2 separate regions of the Zea mays genome follow, and region 1 is linked to region 2. A link is a contact called in public Hi-C data. All regions are on one chromosome and are shown on one strand. The core of a region is the stretch at or near the end of the contact, and the rest is flanking DNA. Distances in the headings are between cores, read along the strand shown. Region 1 holds the start of LOC100276896. Region 2 holds the start of LOC100278542.

Region 1 (5,463 bases), core at 518-3,017, 160 kb before region 2:
TGGAGAAAGCCTAACTGAGGATATATAGATAATTTTTACCTATTCATCATCTATACATTTCACAACGGCATTGCCGAAAAGAATTAACCGTTCCGAATAGGATTTGACCAATCAAGGGCAAATACTACACTAGCTTGACACAGATCAAGAGCAGTTCCACTGGTAAAGACTGTCCAAAACTCCAAATTGCTCACAGGCGAACTAAAATCAACTCCGCAATGCCGTGTATGAGATTGTTCATCAAGATTCAAGAATGCCCTGCATTGGCCACACCATATTCTTCGACGAGCTTCGTCACGAGTCCCATAAGATCCACAAATGAGCTGAACGATGCTCGCAGGAAGCGGGCCTCCACGGCTGCGAAGTGGCTGAATTCGCAAAATAAGATGGACTTCAGTCTTTAGCCTTGACACGGGAACGCGCAGAAAAACAGTTAGAGATGACAGAACGGATATACTAACACGGCCAGCTTGCTGCCTGATAGAGTCATCTCCCTCTTCACCTTGTCAGGCTGCAACTGCAATATAAAGTTGCAAAGCTGTCGGCAAGATGAAAACTGGACGAGTTCACAAAGTGCCAGTAGAATACGGCTACTTTACCTCCTTGTCAACTGCTAACGTTCTGTAGACTATGGATGCATTTTCTTCAGACCCATAATCGACTTCAAGGTTACTGCCAAACGATATGTCAGTGGTGCGCTGTGAGTTCTACCCAGAAATCATTCACAGCAGAAGCAAAATACTCCTACACGGTAGGGAAGTAGTGGTAACATGTATCAAGTCGTTGCGTTTTTCTTTTTCTTTGACCCATCAGGAAAATATCATCTCAAATTATCATCAGAGCACGGTGTCGAGGTCAATCGGGGAACCAAGCAAAGCTATGGACACTGATATCGAGTTACCCCTCCCTGGAAATCATAATAAGGATGGACTTGCCAAGCTACATCTACATGCTACCAATTCCCACAGGTTCAGTCGGTTTTTCCCCAACAATCATTCATGAAAATACACGGTTTTCCTATGTACCTTCATCCCATTGATTAAGGCATGCGTGTATTTTAAGAAGTCTAACCTTTTAAATCTTTGACTAACAATTATAGAGTGGAAACATAGTCTGGTGATACATTAATAAATCAATTTCCACGCTTCATCCTATCAATTTGAGATAAACTTATATCTAGATTTTAGAAAGTGGTGGAATGTCAAAATTCCAAGCTAAATAGCCTACTCTATTAAGTAGATCCTAATTCCTCCAAAATAAAGGAATCCAAACGGCCCCTAAAGAGAGTCCGAACTTAGGTGGTCTAGACATTCGTTTATACACTGCCATTTTCTGCCTAACAATAACCGTTAGTTTCTCTCCAAGGAAATCCGTCGAACATGAAACAAGCATGGCGGTGCAGCCTCGCACAGGGCAGGGCACAGCCGTCAACAGCATTCGCAGTGCACAAAGGAATCGTAACAGCAAATTAGCTGAGCAAGGAAGCTACGTACCTAAACAGTACGCAAATCTGACTGCATCCGCACACTGCCGGCCAGGGATAGAAGGCAGGGAGACTGGAAGACGGGCAGGGAGGGAAGACTCACCAGGTGAAGTCCCAGCCGCCGGATGAAGATGTTGGCGGAACGGAAGCAGCAGCCATAGCGGCAGCGGTTCACACACCGGTCGCCCCCCTGGCTGCAGCTCCGCGAGTAAGAGTTTTCGAGGCAGAGGCGGCGCTCGGAGTTGGAGGCGCCGTTGGTGAATGGAGATGGGTTGTTCCTAAACCCCTTCCCCAGTTCCCCTGATACCCTGTCTCTCTCCACCATCACTGCTGGACAAGTGGGCTGGAAGATTACCGTTCGTGAGCCGCATGTGATCTGGGCCCATGTAGGGCCACTTAGTCGATAATGCTGTCGACGGGCTTAACTCTCAACTCTCCTGGACGAGCCCAGCATGGCAGTAGGTAGCAAGTACCATACAGCATACACGAGGTGAGGACCGAGTAGAGATTGAAAACGAAAGCGGAATCGATCGAGATAACCTCTCCTCTGATTTTATTTTTACGATTTATTTTGAAAACGGGATGTTGTCCGTTAGGCTATTTTATCTCTAATAGTTTATTCATTCTCATCTTCATACATATATTTAAACTCCACTTTATGAACAAACTGTGCAATTCTACACTAACAAATTCTACACTGACAGTGTTTTGAATGTGAATTATTGGACATGGTCTTAGCGACAAATTAAATGCTATCGCCAACCACTTCTATCGTCGGGGTCAAACTCATCTTCCTCCTCGTTAGCTTCACCCCACCATCACCGATTCACCGATCGTCAACTGCTTTGACGGCAATAGCAGTAGTCGCTCATACTTGCGCTCTTGCATTCACAAACAGAGCCCGTAGGCATTCTACTGATGCACTCATGCAGAACATCTTCTTCCCTTTTTCTGGGTTCCCCTTAGCGCAATCCTTTATCCACATGTTAGAATTCAAGAAACGAACAAGTATCATTCAGTATGCATTCGTACTAACTGGCCAAATTACATGGATCCCAAACAGTATCCCCCTTTGAAGGTAAACTGTCAAGAAAGCAAAATGACCCCACTGAAAGATTTTCTTACAAAAGAATCAGACCCCAGTCCACAGTCTCAAGCCATATATCTACAATCCACAGTACACCGTTTCAAGTATCCCTAACCATCTATAACCCCTCTTAATCCGGAACCAAATCTTCTCGTGTTTGCGTTGAATCATATACCGTGCCTGCCTTTACCTGAAGTGCTCCCTGTTCGCATTGCCACCGCTCGCAGCAAAAACAAATACCGCCATTACTCTCCCTTGTATTCCCGTCACTCAACTTGCTCGCCGATCAGATCGAGCCCAACGACCAAAAACGATACCCCTTGGAACAGAAGGAAGTAGAAGTGTATTCCTTGCACCGATATCAGGCTCCGAGCAGCTGCTGTTAAGAGAAGGAAGGAGAGCGCCAGCTCCTTCCTGTATATCCTATTGTGTTTCTTCCTTTGGGAGTCCTTTCTGAGACTGGAGGAAGGCTCCTTTGCAAGGGAACCAAGGTTGGATGCGGACCCTGCCCTTTGCTGTCTAGGCTGCTTCTCGACGACGAGATCGCCCTCGGAAGAACGGCCTGATTTCTTGGTGACGACCCACTCGTGGGCGCTCCCGAGCTGGAACAGGCCGGAGACCATGGCGTTGAACTTGGTTACCGACATGGTGTTCTCGAACAGGAGATAGGGCACGATAAACGGGAACGATTTCGGGGCTGGGAGGATGTTCAGCAGGGACATGGTCGCCGGGATGTAGCACACGACCCAGGCAGGGAGCTCGGCTTCGGGAATAAACATCGTCATGGGAAGGATGATGCAGAAAAGGGTGAAGGAATAGAAGGGCAGAATGAGCTTGCGGAGGAGAAAGAAAAGAAATATGAGGTTGAACTTCTTCCAGAATCCGATCTGCAGCAAAAAAAAAAGGAATGAAAGGTTAGCGGTTAGCCCCAGCATAAAAAAAGGTTCAAAATTTTCCGAAAAGCAAACATGTTAACTTATTGTTGAGCATATAATCATAGAGAGCAAGGAAAGGTCCACACCTTCGACTTGATAATATCCACAAAGCAGAGTCTAAATAACTGCATGGGACCAGAATGCCATCGGTGTTGCTGCTTTCGATATGCCTCATATGACTCCGGCAATTCACACTGGCACTGAAAGAATAATCATGCAACACAGCTTCATTTGTAATCACAAGTCTTAACACAATATAATATAACCATAAAGTAAAATGTTATATATGTGTAAGTACCTCAACATCGTTAAGGAACAGAAACTTCCAACCCTTGAGGTGTGCTCGGACAGCAATATCCATGTCCTCCACTGTTGTCCTCTCCATCCATCCACCTGAATCCTCGAGTGCCTTTATTCTCCACACTCCTGCCGTTCCATTGAATCCAAAGAAATTGAGGAAGATCCCATTAACCTGCTGCTCCACCTCAAAGTGGAAGCAAAGGTTTATGTTTTGCAGCCTAGTTAGCAAGTTCTCATCCTTGTTCACAAAAGACCACCTTGCCTGAACTAACCCAACGTCCTCATTGCCCTAGAAACCTCTCGCACAATGAGTCAGACAATTGAATTCACATGGACTCATCCTTAGATGAAAATGCAAGCAAAAGATGTCCGCCAAACCTTGAAATGGGGCACAGTTCGCTTCAGGAAGTCTGGCTGGGGTTGAAAATCAGCATCAAAGATAACAACAAACTCATAATCCTTTACATAGCTGCAGTTCATGGCTGACTTGAGATTTCCAGCCTTGTAGCCATCACGAATTAACCGGTGTCGGTACAATATGCGAACGCCTTCCCGTTGCCACTTCTCCACCTCCTCTTTAATAAGTGTTGAAGTGGCAGCGTCATCAGAATCGTCTAGCACCTGCACCAAGAAGTTTGGCCTTGGCCAGTCCAGACCGCAAACAGCACCAATAGATTGCTGGTACACCTGCAACCATATAAATCCCCGCTTCAAGATTGTTAAAAAAATGTAATCTTAGACTTTTCTGAAGTAGTAATTTAGTAAGATGTAAAAACATGCTAACATAACAACCATTGGTTTCAGCGGTTTCCTCCTCCAAGCCTACGATCAGTTCAATGTCCATTAGTCCTCTTTTGCAAAAGACAAAATTTGAGAATTTTCTATTCCTCCAACTTCCTAAGGGGCCATTCGGTTTTCCGGTGACTCGGAACCGTTCCTAGCTTGGATTGTTTCCCTCGTTTATATAAATTTTGATCACCTAGAACGATTCATGGTGTATTCTTAGAGAAACGAACAAGGTCTAAATGTGTTTTGGGAGGCCAAGGTGCGAAACAAGAGAGACAGGAGTGTATTCTAGAATCCCGTCCCCCAACCCAAAACAGACTTTATTTTCCTTTGACCAATGACCACAGATTCCAATTTCAGAATCGAGTTTTTAACGAACTTTGAGAAGAAAAACCTCACCAAAATGTCGGTAGCAACTATAGTAGTAACCATGTACTGGTGCTTTCGGGAGTTGTTGCCAGAAATTGAAACTGCCACATACCATTTGTATGCATATGCATCAGTCCAATCCCCAAATGGTACGTAGAACTAGAGCCCTTTGTGTTTCCGCTAGTGGCACTAGAGCCAAGGTTTCCCCAGTCTAAAACTACCCATTCCAGTATTCCACCATCTGTTGAGTCCTCCCAGTTTCAGCTTGAAAATCGAATCTTTCGATCTCTGCGACCACCAATGCTTCTAGGGCACTCAAGGCCCAATCCCAAATGCATGAACACATCCCGAATCCGGCAGAGAATCGAAATGCTTTTGTTTCCAGCTCACCTCCTTCTCGTTGCGCATTGGAATCTGCACGAGCACCATGGGGAAGTTCCCGGTGCCGGCCTCGACGTCGTCTGACCCTTTGCCACCAGCCTTGGGGACAGGCCTGATGCCCC
Region 2 (5,450 bases), core at 249-2,748:
CTCTTGTACCGCGTCCTGATTCAGAGTCCGTCGAGAAAATGTCAGGATTTATTTATTTATTTATTTATTTATTATTATTTTGCAAAGGATCTATCTGAATGCTGACAAGATGCCTCACAAAGCACCACCTGAGATAGACTGTCCACGAGGTGGCGAGTTGGCTGCAGAGGACATCTTGCTCGAGGGTAGCCATGGCGACATCGCCATGTGGCCCTCCAATCGCGGCGAGGTGGCGCCGGACGCCAGTTTGGGCGACACCGCCGTGGAGTACCTTCTCGGGGATGTCGCGGCGGTTCTCAGCTTCGGCGCAGGATCCGAGGTGAGGCGTGGAGTGATGTGCGTGATGGTCAGTTTCTGCTCAAATGGCCTCGTCGTCACTGCTCAGCTCGAAGCAAAGCAAGCGTGCAGGACACAGGGCCAAGGAGCATCAGTCGATAAACACTTGCAAAAATTATGGAGATGCGTGTCTTGGTCACTGATCATACTACCTTCCTGATTTACGCTGTCGGCTTCGACGGACTCGTCGGATAGAGAGGATACAGGATGGCTGTTCTTCTCTAGCCCGTCTTCAGAAAGGGAAAGGGCCGTATCAGATCGTATGAACAGAGTGGTGAGAGTGAGACGACGAGACGTTGTGCATGGCAGCAAGGGACACAGTACCTTTCCAGGAATTCGCTTTTGCCACCGATTGCTCGTAGGTTCTTATGTCTACTGTTTCCTGATGATGAGTCTGTTGAGGGGCACGAAACAGAACACGAGTGCTCTTCTTGAGGATATAAACCAACGGAGAAGGAAACGCAGGCAGGAGGAGGATCATCAACTCACTTGGGAATTATCATCGCCCAGCGACTGCATCAGGTGCCGCTTGAAGGTTTCCAGCTGCATGTCAGTTAAAAGAAACAGAAAAGAAAAAGAAGGAAGAACTAATGTGAGCTTACAGTCACGGCTGAGGTGCACGTACTGATCTCGATCACATCACCTTGGCGAGGTCCCTGGCCAGCTTCTTGGACGTCTGCGCGAGCGAGTCCCGCTCCTTGGCCAGCTTGGCCTTCGCCGACGCACAGAATCGCAACCGAAATCAACCGGCTCATCAGTAAGCAGGCAGAGAGCGCGAGATGGAGAATGAAACCTCACGTTGTCGTCGAGTGCGCTGCGGAGCCGCGCGTCGGCGTCGCGGAGCGCCTGCTCGAGCTTGGCGGCCCTGTCGGCGAGCTCGGCGGCGAGGCGGTCCCTGTCGGCCAGCCTCTGCCGTAGCCGCGCGGCCTCCAGCTCGAGGCGCGAGGCCCGGGACGCCACGGCCACGGCCGTGATCTTGCGCGCCACCTCCAGCTGCTCGTACGGGTCCGGCGGCAGCGCGGCCGCGATGGCGTCCGGCAGCGGCAGCTCAGCGGACGGCGCGGGCTCGGGGCCCGGCTCCGGCGGCGGTGCAGCAACGGCCGTGGGCGTGGGGCTCAGCGCCATCAGAGTCCGGGAGCGTGCTGATGGTGGGTGTGCGGGTAGCGAGATCCGAAGCTGGGAGCCGCGGTTTATCATCGGGAGAGCTCGGGCCGTGGACTGCTGTGGGGGCGCGACGAGTGGCGGGGCTGCTTTGCGTGCATTTGAATACTTCGCGACGCACGTACAGAGAGAGTTGTCCTTGGGCTTTTTTGCGTGCCACCTTTGGTGACCGGGTCGACGAGGCGACGGCCGAGTGTTCGGTGCTCCTCTCCGACTCCGATTCATAAATTTCAGTGCTGAACGGTGTGCAATGAAGCCGTTTCCACCCATCCACTCAGATCCTTTGAAGCAGACGCTTCATGTGTGACGTGTTTGTTCTTCGCGGGCCACGCGATTTCTCAATTCGTGGTGGATCAGTGCGGCGACATCGTGAAAAAGTTGTTTTTTGTTTACTCACTACCAAACAAATGCACACATGTTATTTTATAAGTCAGCCAATTTTAAGATTGACAAAATCAGAGTTCTTAAAACTTGACCTCATTTGTTCGCACCGGAGGGTTTCACGGAGAAAAGGTTTAGCTGCACGTTGACACGTGGCAGGCTTTGAGATTTTAGAACTGTCCATCGGCCACCACAGACACCGTGCGAACGATGGAACAGAGGACCTATCCTCCGCAGCGCACATCTCCCCGTGTTGGTGGGCACAGGCCATTAGACCAACGTGCACGTCCTCATCTCTTCGTCCCGTCGCATCAACCCCGACCCAACGAATCCTCGGTGCTTGCTGCTCGCTCCCTCACTCTGCCTGCTTGACTGTTTCCCAGAAGTGAGCGACTCCGTTCCTATTCACCACGTCCTGTCCACTCCCCCACCCCCAACGCCACGCCACTAGCAGCAGCCACACGCAGTTACTTGTGGTATCTCCCGCGGTCTCACCCTCGCCGCTACCGTCGAGCCCATGGTCGTCGATGACTCTGCCTCCAAGAATACCAAACGCAAACAGCTCAAGCCCGACGTCGTCGTGGAGGCAGATGAGGGGGTTTCTTTGACCAAGAAGAAAGAGAATAAGGAAAAAAGAACAAAGCGAAGGAATCGCCTCTTTTGCTCTGTTGGTCGCGTCCTCTAGCGAGGAGGAGAGGAGCATCACCAGCTCCGAGGAGACAACCCCCACCGTGAAGAAGGCAAATAAGGGGAAGACGAAGAAGAATGTTGAGGTCTCTTCTTCAGCCTCAGATGATCACGACCGACGGTGATGACGAGACATTATGGTGGTTGCGGCCACCCGAGGACGAACATGGCGCCACCTCCCATGTCGACCTCGAGCTACGTGCCCCTACACCCTCGTGCTCTCCGGTTTGTATAAAAAAGAAGTTTGATTTTTCTTTATCTTGGATTAACATGCTCCCACTCATGTTGCTAGATCCTCGCTCGAATTTCGCGTACGAGGAGGCGGATCTAGGCCAGCGGGCGACACTAGCCCGCGAGCGAGCGCGACGACGAGATGGAGGACGTCGCGCTGCTCGACTCGTACGATGAGGAGATGGAGTCGCACGTGTGCATCACCGGCATGGCGTGTTCCACCTGCACCAATGTCATCGAGGCTGCCGTCTCCGCGCACCATAAAGGCGGTGCGTCGCCGTGTGGTTACTCCAGAACCACGCCCACGTCATGCTCGACACTGCAATTATATAACAAAAAGACAAATGTTTTGAGTGGCAAAATTCCAATTATTTCCACCGCGATGGCCAAGGTGCTTATCAGTGCTCCTCTCCTTCTTTGGTGTGGCGTGTGTCGACGGGTGATTCAATCCTTGCGTGCTTGCAACCATTGGTTGGACGTGAGCCTCGTGCAACTCCGTGGAAAGTTGGGAGCTCTCCTGCAAGCTTGTGTGGTGGTATTTTCTTATTTTAATTGTCTACAGTTTTTTAGGTATTTTGTTCGTGTTTTAAGCCATTTTAGCCATGGAGTTCACTATTCCTATGAAAAATTGTAGGGGATATACAAAGTTCCTCATACTAAAGCTACGAAGTGTGTGGCTCCTGTGTCTCCGAGGTCGTACGAGGACATTGCAACACTACTTTTTAGGTGACCTAAAGAAAAATTCGTATATTATATCGTGTTGGCACTGATGCTTGTTGTTATTTTTTATTAGGCCAAGAGTATGAGGGGCTTTGTTGCAGGATACTGAAGAAAAATGGTGATGATAATAGCTAGATATTGTTGATTTATCAGTATTGATGAATTCTTTGCTATGTAAACTTATTACATTTTATGGCCGATTGATTTATACCAAACTTGTAGAAAAGGTATGGGAATGAAAGTATGAGACTGCTTTCCAACAGATGACTTTAGTGTGAACAGGTTGTTTAGTTGCTAGAAGACAGTGTTGGTCTATATTCCTTGTTGATAAGTTCTCTTCTTTGAAGCAAACTGGTCTATCATGCCTAACCGCTCTCCTTCTCCAAAGCAACTTGTTCTGCTTCTTCTTGCTTTAGTGTCTATACCTTGGATGTTGATTCCAAAACCTCTTCTTTTGAAGAAACAACATCATCAAGTATGTTTACATAGTATTATCCTATCGGTGACTTGATGTTGTATGGTTGCAGTTTACTTTTATTCTGAATATTATATGTTTCTTTTTAATCAGATGGACCAAGGTCACCAGTACGCCATGCTTCAGAGCACTGATGAATCAGTGGGAGCAGGGTTGGGGGGAACATCATGATAACGCTTTGTTCTGGGTGCAGTCTCAAACACTGTTTCATACCTTTGTCTTTGAAGATACATAATTTTGTAGTAGTGACTTTTAACTGCCACAGGTAAAGAAATTAACTGTTATACTAGACCACAACAATTCTACTAACAACATAGAGAATAAATCCAAGTTAATATCAAGTACCTTTTTGTTTGCTAGGTAATGTTTATCAATCAGTTCTAAAACTCCAACTCTACAATCTGATGCTATTTTGTTTTGGGGCACAATGACAACCATGTGATCGGAGAAATTTAGTGCCTTTGTATTATGGTATGAGCAACTTGCCGCGATCGAGGAATGGTAGTGCATATAGCAATTTTCTGCCATGTGGTCTCTAGAATGTTATTACACAATACAATATTATGACATTGCCCCTCTTTCTAACAAGGTTAGTTTTATTTATTACAAGTCAACACTTTTCTTTAGACTAAGTGAATAATCAGATTTCATATAAACATTTCATATAAACCTTTTTAAAATGCATGAACAAGTATGTGTGTTGTTGTGCTTGCAGGAGTTGTTTCTGGTCATTCACTTCCTCTCTATGGTGCTTGTTTGCTCTTACTTCAACTTTGCTCTATTTCACCTTCATTATTGAAGATTTTTAATGCGATGCTAGCAAGTATTTGCCTTATCAAGAAGTAGTTTGATTTGTTTTCCTATTATGTTTTACACTTGAAAAACAAATTTGCTCCTAGAGCCAGACAATTCTTTCATTTGTACTGTGTATGTTAGTAGTATAGAGGCTGAAGCTGCAATGCTTGGCAAGGTGAAGTGCAATTTGATTTCTAAATAGTCTGGTTCCTGGTACTGTGGAACATTTGTTTTCTTTATGTTTGTTTAATGAAAAGAACAAATGTTCGCAAACTTGAACTTCAGAGATATTATGCACAAGTACTGTGTTCAACAATGGTGTGATCTTTTACCCTGACAGCGTCATAGGCACTGACTCCCACACAACTATGATAGTTGGTCTTGGAGTTGTTGGGTGGAGAGCTGGTGGTATAGAGGTGGAAGATGCAATGCTTGGTAGGTGAAGTACATTTTGATTTCTAAAAAGTCTGGTTTTGGTACTATGAACCATTTGTTTTCTTTATGTTTGTTTAATGAAAAGAACAAATGTTCACAAACTTGAGCTTCAGAGATTTTATGCACAAGTACTGTTCTCTATGCTATGTTCTATTTTCGTGGTTGATCTGCTTCAGTAGCGCACATACATACATATTGATTGATGTCTTTTTTTCTTTATGCAGCCAAT

What was found. Hi-C and Micro-C count contacts between places; a contact is called where the count stands out from the background.
Region 1: a contact with region 2 is called in a Hi-C map of leaf, with 5 times the contacts expected there. The contact joins the promoter of LOC100276896 here to the promoter of LOC100278542 in region 2. A contact is called at or near these places in 5 of 25 Hi-C or Micro-C datasets (bundle sheath, ear, leaf and 1 more).

Annotation. Positions count from the first base shown.
Region 1 is chr3:199,129,581-199,135,043 of Zm-B73-REFERENCE-NAM-5.0, reverse strand. LOC100276896 reads right to left here and starts at 1,767. Exons shown (of 4, transcript NM_001150595.2): 1 at 1,587-1,767; 2 at 600-672; 3 at 462-517; 4 at 1-368. The coding sequence starts at 1,642. The coding sequence ends at 248. LOC100383102 (putative xyloglucan glycosyltransferase 12) reads right to left here. Exons shown (of 5, transcript NM_001175773.2): 1 at 5,351-5,463; 2 at 4,184-4,492; 3 at 3,804-4,094; 4 at 3,592-3,705; 5 at 2,584-3,457. The coding sequence ends at 2,837.
Region 2 is chr3:198,967,162-198,972,611 of Zm-B73-REFERENCE-NAM-5.0, reverse strand. It overlaps LOC100278542, which reads right to left and starts at 1,498. Exons shown (of 9, transcript NM_001151782.1): 1 at 1,135-1,498; 2 at 980-1,048; 3 at 826-879; 4 at 661-730; 5 at 489-566; 6 at 129-377; 7 at 1-15. The coding sequence starts at 1,461.